Regions from separate parts of the Bicyclus anynana genome. Here region 1 is linked to region 2. The links are chromatin contacts, called in public Hi-C maps. All regions are on one chromosome and are shown on one strand. The core of a region is the stretch at or near the end of the contact, and the rest is flanking DNA. Distances in the headings are between cores, read along the strand shown.

Evidence for each region. Hi-C and Micro-C count contacts between places; a contact is called where the count stands out from the background.
Region 1: a contact with region 2 is called in a Hi-C map of whole larva, with 7 times the contacts expected there. The contact joins the promoter of LOC112050516 here to the enhancer-like site in region 2. A contact is called at or near these places in 2 of 2 Hi-C or Micro-C datasets (whole body and whole larva).

Annotation. Positions count from the first base shown.
Region 1 is chr11:14,946,335-14,949,977 of ilBicAnyn1.1, forward strand. LOC112050516 reads left to right here and starts at 1,712. Exons shown (of 5, transcript XM_024088797.2): 1 at 1,712-2,093. The coding sequence starts at 1,970. It overlaps LOC112050521 (BAG domain-containing protein Samui), which reads right to left and starts at 266. Exons shown (of 3, transcript XM_024088805.2): 1 at 34-266. The coding sequence starts at 57.
Region 2 is chr11:14,909,350-14,913,151 of ilBicAnyn1.1, forward strand. LOC112050521 (BAG domain-containing protein Samui) reads right to left here. Exons shown (of 3, transcript XM_024088805.2): 2 at 1,343-1,487; 3 at 1-461. Among protein-coding and RNA genes, the nearest start is that of LOC112050513, 16 kb to the left of the region's middle. Within about 2 kb of position 1,397, at least 7 of the 8 cell types and tissues checked have open chromatin away from gene starts, as enhancers often do.

The DNA of each region.
Region 1 (3,643 bases), core at 462-2,961, 37 kb after region 2:
TGTAAAATTAACAATGATTAAATAGATACTCACAAAACTTCTTCCTCGTAGGGGCATTTCACTTTTCTCACAATTTATAAATCAAAAATACATATACCGTTTCAGCAAAACTAAACACTTACTATAGATCTAAAAATTACACTCGTGTCATTCACTAAAGCACCAGCACAATTTCCAAACAATTTTTCATGCGTTTCACATGTAGTTTTCAGTCAGCAGATAAATTTTTGACAGCGATGTGCTCATTCTAGAACAATCATTTTCCAATGAAAAAAATTCTTTACACGCATGTGTCTAATGGAATATTTCAAAATTATACAAAAAAATAATTTAAAAATAATTTAAACCCAAAAAGATGTTTTTATAAACACTTAAATATTTATTTCAAATTAATGTTACAAACAAAATTACCGAAGTTAATAATAATTATGTGGAAATGCCATTTCCTGAGTATGTATATAGTCAGTGGTGAATGGAGGTGGCTTAGAGGAATAGTTTAATTCGTCTGAGGGTGATTGTGAAGGTAGTGGACATACAGTAATTAGCTGTGGACATGCATTGTTCCAATAAATTTTGTGTCCCCATATCTACTCTAGAGACGTACTGGATAAGACCTTTGCTTTTGAGTGTAGGCTCAAATCCAGGCCGGGGCATGCACTTCCAACTTTTTATTTATGTGCATTTTAAGAAATTAAATATCACGGTTTTATTATTGTCTCAAACGGTGAAGGAAAAACATTGTGAGGAAACCTAAATACTTGAAAATTTTCTTAATTCTGTATGTGTGTGAAATCTGCCAATCCGCATTTGGCCAGCGTGGTGGACTAAGGCCTAACTCCTCTCGTTTTAAAAGGAGACTCGTGTTCATCAGTGAGCCGAATACTCCTACTCCTATAATTTTTACACAGACTAACAAACACATCGCTTAGACTCGTAACACAGAATATTCAACTAATTTATCGATGTTTTGCTGTTCCGGTTGAAGAATCGTTTCTTTTTACATAATATTTAAATGTTACAAATACTTACAAATAGAACGCATCTTTATCTTATAGTAAACTACGAGTAGGAGTTGTTGACCGTTATGCAATTTAACTACACAAACTGCCACTTTTAGGACTATACGACGAAAACGTCTTTTTTCATAAATGCGTTAGATCCCCCATTGCCACTTCAGCTTCGAAACACTGGCAATGGGTCGGTAATGGACATAGTTTGAAGAGCCAATGGCCATTGGGGTCTCAAGGTGCTTGAATGGCGGCCCCGCACTAGAAAGCACAGTGTTGGTCGACCAATCCCACCAGGTGGATTGAAGACATCAAGCGTGTCGCAAGTTTTTGCTGGATGCAGGCGGCTCAGTATCGTGATGTTTGGAAGCCTCTGCAAATGGTATATGTCCTGCAGTGGACGCCCGATGCGTTAAATCCTTGATCCTATACTTTGTCAAAGGGGTAACGTCTAGCGAGGCAGGTCCCTCTAAAATTCGTCTGCGGTGGTTTATACCTGAAAAAATTCCCATATAAATTTTCATTTCATACACATATCACTTTGACACCTATATGTATATAAGACATATCATCTGTGTATATATGCACCTATCTCACTGAATTAAGGTATTTTTATGAATTTTTTGAAGGTAGCACTACCTCAGACGAATTATAATTACTCTATGATACCTATGACAAAAAATAAAAAGAAAACAAATCTGTCAAAAATTTCAATTTGTGGTCAATATTTGTTTTGTAATTGATAAATCCTTATCATTTTCATTATATTAGTCTTAAATCATTAATAAGTACGTAATTATATGATAATATTCAAGTCAGTAATTAATCTATCGTTGTATAGCTAAATATTTCAGCTGTAATTCAATTTTGTTTCTTTAACGCTACAGAATGTAATGTAACACAAACTAACCTAACCTTTGATAATCTTGGAAGATAAAACTTTACACAATAATTGTATCACCATGGAAAATGTTTTAATACAAAATAAAGTGAGGCTTTTATTTGAAAAGATTTCTGATCCGAATTATGTTATGAACAACTATTATGCCGACCATTTCTTTACAAAAATTAGATGCGCCGACCCCGGTAAGTAATACATACTTATTGACTTCAATATATCTTATTTTATACTAAGCGGTTTAGTTCCTCTTTCCTTAAACGCACTGCAAAGATGTGGAATGCTCTTGCAGCCAGTGTTGCCAGTTGGATCTTATGAGAAGTTACCCGAAATATTAAAAAAAGTAACCTTTTGTTACGAGGGCCTACGAGTTCCATCTAACAAACTATAAATATACTAAACTATCTATATGTTATTATAAACATTGTCTGTTATTTGCTGATAATAATTCTTCAATGTCATGATTACAGTTTTTCGTTTATAAGATACTGATTTGACTAAACCTAAAGATTCTATCTTTAGCTTTATTATTTAAACTCAGATTAAAGTAAACTATTTACATTTTATAATTAATTTAAATATTATAATGATATTAATTTCATAATGTTAGACTAAGCCGTAAAACTGTATAATTAAAAAGTAGTTGTAAGATACAGAAACCATTTTGAATTGTAAAACTGTTTGAGTCATAGTCGGTAATTATTTTGTCGTCTGGTAGTCAGTCGAGCGCGATCTTTGTTGGTGATAATACACTTTGTTGGAACTATACGAAGATTTTCATTGCTGAATACACATTCCTGACGTCACGCTGCCCGTCTCAGTAATACTTTTTGTGTAAAAAGTAACCTTTTGACTACTACTACTCTTGCTTTTTGCGTTCCACAGCATGGCTAAACCACCATTTCAGCCTCTGGGGGCTAAAGTAATTTTGTTTTTTTTTTTAATATCTGTCTGTTACGAATCTAGTATTCGTAACAGTAACCAAGTACTAAATTACTACAAACCGAAGGAGATTTTACTCGTAAATAGAATCATCTTAAGTAAGGCCCTGATTGTTTGCCTTTTACTTATGGTATAAGAAAAATACAATTAAAGAGCAAGGAATTAAAAAACAATAGACGTTAATTTCTTAAATTCATACTTGATTTTTTTAAGAAATTCAATGTGACTGCAACTTGCTTATTTCGCAACGTCAATTGTAACGTCTTCATTTATAGTGAGATTGACACAGAAACATCGATGAGTTCTTGAGCATTTGTCCGCATTTCTTGATTTAACGACCGTTCTGTTTTAGATATACGAAATTGTAAGTTAATTCTAAAAATTCCGAAATATCACGTAAAAGTAACCTTTTTATTAATGTAACCTAAAAGTTACCAATGCAGTCAAAAAATCACCTAAAAGGTTACAAAAGTAACCTTCTGGCAACACTGCTTGCAGCTTCTGTTTTCCCCACCACCTACAATATGGGTATCTACAAGTTAAGATTTAATAGGCATCTTCTAGGCAAGTCACCTTGAGCTGCATCATCGCTTACCATCAAGCGTGATTTCAAAAAAATTCATCAACTAAGTGGCGACTGTATTTTTTAGAATTAGTTTTCTAAACATTGCATTTCTTTTGTGGGTGAATTTGCATTTTGATTAAAACTCTAAAGTAGGTAATAAGTAGGCTGTGATAGACTGCTTATTACTGGTTATTTGCTTGTATGTAACAATCCTACAAATATTATAAATGC
Region 2 (3,802 bases), core at 147-2,646:
CACGGGCTCATCTCTGCCTTCTACGAATATAGGGATGTGCCGGACGTTCGAATGCTGCTCGGGCTGCGGCGGCGGGTGCGGGTGGTCCTGGTTGTGTCCGCTCATTTTGCTGTTGGGGTTCACTGTGCGTTGGTCGGGGGGCGCTGACATAGACCTGTGCGCTCTCTCGTCCGCATCAACGACGCTGGGGTCTGTGGCGCTCTTTTGTCCTAGATCAACTGTGTTCCGTAGGCCGTACTGGGGTAAGGTCTGCTCGTCGTGCGAGGGCCCGGCGTCGTGCTCAGTCTGTGTGGCGATGGTCTGCTGCTGCGGCGACTGCGGCGGGGAGCTGGGCGGCTGCTGGAAGGGCTCCTCCCGTGAGCCGAACCTCCTGTTCCAATGCGAGGGGAAGTGTTCTCTGAAGTCTTGCGGGATGTCGTCGAAGGGGAATCTGTCGAAATCACCGAAACTGTCGGCTGTGTCTGCAACAACGGAATAATAACATTTTTAGTTTCATTGGTCTAGATATTTTTTTTGAAAAACTATGTTTAATGTTTAGTTTTAATTAAATTTCAAGATTACTTTGACAATTGAACATTGCAATTACCATTGCAATGCCATCTAGGATAGTAACTTTTAAGAAATTAAGTTAATTTCTAAACTTGCACATGAAAATCATAACATATAGGTATGTCTAAAATGAGTGTACATTAAGGGCGATGCCTCATTAGTTTTTTTGGTCATAAGTCACAACCCTGTCCATCGTCATGCCCGATCTCTGACAGTGCATCACCCTCCCCTCCCCTCGTCTCGTCGCCCGTCAATCTAGTAAAACGTCACTTGCGACGGCGACGCAACGCTTTAATGTGACATCTATACTAATATCATAAAGAGGTAAAGTAAGTGGTAGTGGCGACTGTCACCATACATGCTATCTGAAAAACACTTTAAGGGTTTAACACTCTGGACCCACTAAACCGATTTTGAAAATTCTAACTAAAATACACGTTATTTGTACGTATCACAGCTATATTTTATCCCCGTATTCTCACCGGAATGTGAATTACGCGGTTGAAACCGCAGGCTACTTTAAAATATACGGAATGACCTATTAGCTGTGACGATGCAATGGCACTAATGGGACAGAAGCCTATAGTCTGGCAAGTTCGATAATGACACTCCCATGATATGCGGGCGACGGGGGGAAAGAAAGTGTGAAATCGTACGTGCGGGGAAGTGAGGTGCATCAGTGGGTTTTACAGCGATGTACATGTAGCGATGAATCTACATGCCCTCCGGCCCGCGCGGACCATCGGGAGTGTTGCGAACGATGTTGCCAAGCTTTAAGTAAGTGATCCGTTACCGTGTACGCCGTCCTGGCTGGAGGGGCGCCGCTTCCTGGCCCAGGTGGAGGGGCGCTGGCGCAGTCGCGCCGCGATGTCCGGGTGGCGCGCCGCTAGCTCGCTCCACGCGCCCGTGCCCTCCTCCTCGTCGAACGGGAAACCGCGCTGAGGGAGGACAGACAACATCGTTTCTTTAGATATTCAATACTGTTTGTTTTACACTATGATAAATAATTCTATAGACCGGTCAAATTAAACCAAAAATAAGAGTAAAGTAACCTAAATTCCCACCAAGCTGAAAATCGGTAAGATTGTTTAAAATATCATTAAAAACAAAATTTAAAAGTTCCCCATCTTTCCCTTGTAAGGAAAAAAAATTATTTAAGGTCAAAGGTCAAAAAAATTAGTTTTTCGCGATTTTCAGCAAAACGGTAAGTTTTATCATAAAAATACCTTAAACAAAATTGTAGATCATAAAATTATCTACAAAAAATTTATTAATACTTTTTTTCTACTAGCCACCGTTTTTGAGATATAACGATTCAAAAAGTTGTAATATTTTTTCCTTACAGGGGAAAAATGGGGAACTTTCAGATTTTATTTTTAATGATATTTTAAACAATCTTACCGATATTAGGCTTGGTGGGAATTTTTGTAACTTCGAATGTTTAAATTGACAGGATTACTATATCATTTCAACAGATAGAGTCGCTCCTATATATGAATATGGAGCTTTGCCGCATCACGCTACGAGTACTTCAGTCCTTAAGGGTTGGCAAGTTTAGGATGATGTTTGATGCAACGAAACACTGTATCTATAAAACATTTAATTTTGCAAAATCAGTTCTTTGCTAGTACCCTAGTATTTGAGACTAGGCTAGGTTAGTATTAATCAGATTTTTTTGAGACTTTTTTTTAATTTATTTATAAATCACACTGCACATCACACTAAGTAAGTAGTGTGTTTGTTCCTCATTTGTGCAGAGACTACTGAAGTGATTTGGCTAAAAATTTGGAATGGAAATAGATTTTACTCTGAATTAACACATAGGCTACTTTCATCCCGGAAAAATCCATGGTTTCAGCGGGATTTGTGAAAAACTGAATTCCACGCGGACAAAGTCGCGGGCGAGTATGTGCGTGGCGAGGACTTCATTTAAGAGTGTTACCACAAAACACCGTATCTGAAGATACAGTGTAACGTCATAGCAAGACAGCGTACGAATCAATAACAATAATTGGTCTCCGTTTAAACGAATGTAAATTAGCAATCTCAAATTAATTACATCGAGGCAGCGGAGCGTGCGACAGCAAAGCGAGTAGGTATAAAGTATCGCGAAGAGCTCGCCATTTACGGCGCGGAAGGTCGAGAGGCGGCCTTACATGTCTCCTCTCCAGACTCCCGCATTACGCGCGCCCGCCTATCTGACTCCGAGATGAAGTTGTATATTAAATACATGTCATAAACGTTTTTTTTTATTTTTACAAGCTATTTAATTAACTGACGACAAGCTATTATTTGCCTACGTCGTTCGTTATTTTTTTTCCGATTGTGTGATTGCCTAAGGTCATTATGGGACCGCAGCGGCGTCACTGGGGGATTTGGGCATCGCCTGATGAGGCCTGAAGGCTGACGAAGAAAAAGGGACGGAACGACTCTACAAGGGCGTCTCCTATGAGACTCGGACCTCGGCTTAGGCTCAGCACAGCTATTCTCACGATGTTTTTTATAACTCGCAAGTGCGAGTTTCGAATTCACCGATATCTATCTCATTCTATAGTATCGTGTTAAACAGAGAGAGATAGAGGTGAATTCAACTCGTACTTGCGAGTTATAAAAATATCATCACATAATAGCCTAGCAGCTCGCTATTTTTGAAGGGTGATAGTGAGTTAAAAACCCCACATCCGAGTGACGTTAAATATCGGGGACCTCGTCTTCGCCGGCGAAGACGCTGTGTAGCTTGTGTTTGTGTTGCCTGGGAAGCATTGTCGGTCGTCATGTCGTCGTCTGGATCGTAAAGGATATTTTTGGGTCGTGTTTGTTGCATTGCAACTGGTCGCGTGTTGGTCGCGATCGGCATCGCGACTAACACACGGTCAGTTTTATCGGCTGAGTCTTTAGCGCTGCAGGCATGTGAGATTACTTTATCGACAGTGGCTGACATTATAAGGCCACCAACCTTTTCATTCCTATGTATTTTTGTTTAATTTTTATACCCATAAATGGTCACGGTGTACAAATACAGAGTGTATAATAAATAAAGCTAAAGTTTCAGAAAAAAATATCGGTTTATACAATACAACTACTTCGTCGATAAACATGTTGATCAATGCAAAAAAAAGAAACCGTTCATTGACCTCGAGGAGCAATGTCCACTGGATCGAAGGCGTGCGATAGCCAGACGTACCGCATTTTAGTTAGGCTGAAAGTTTGTCAGCCTATAGTCGTACTTTTAGTAATTACGATAGCCAAGGCT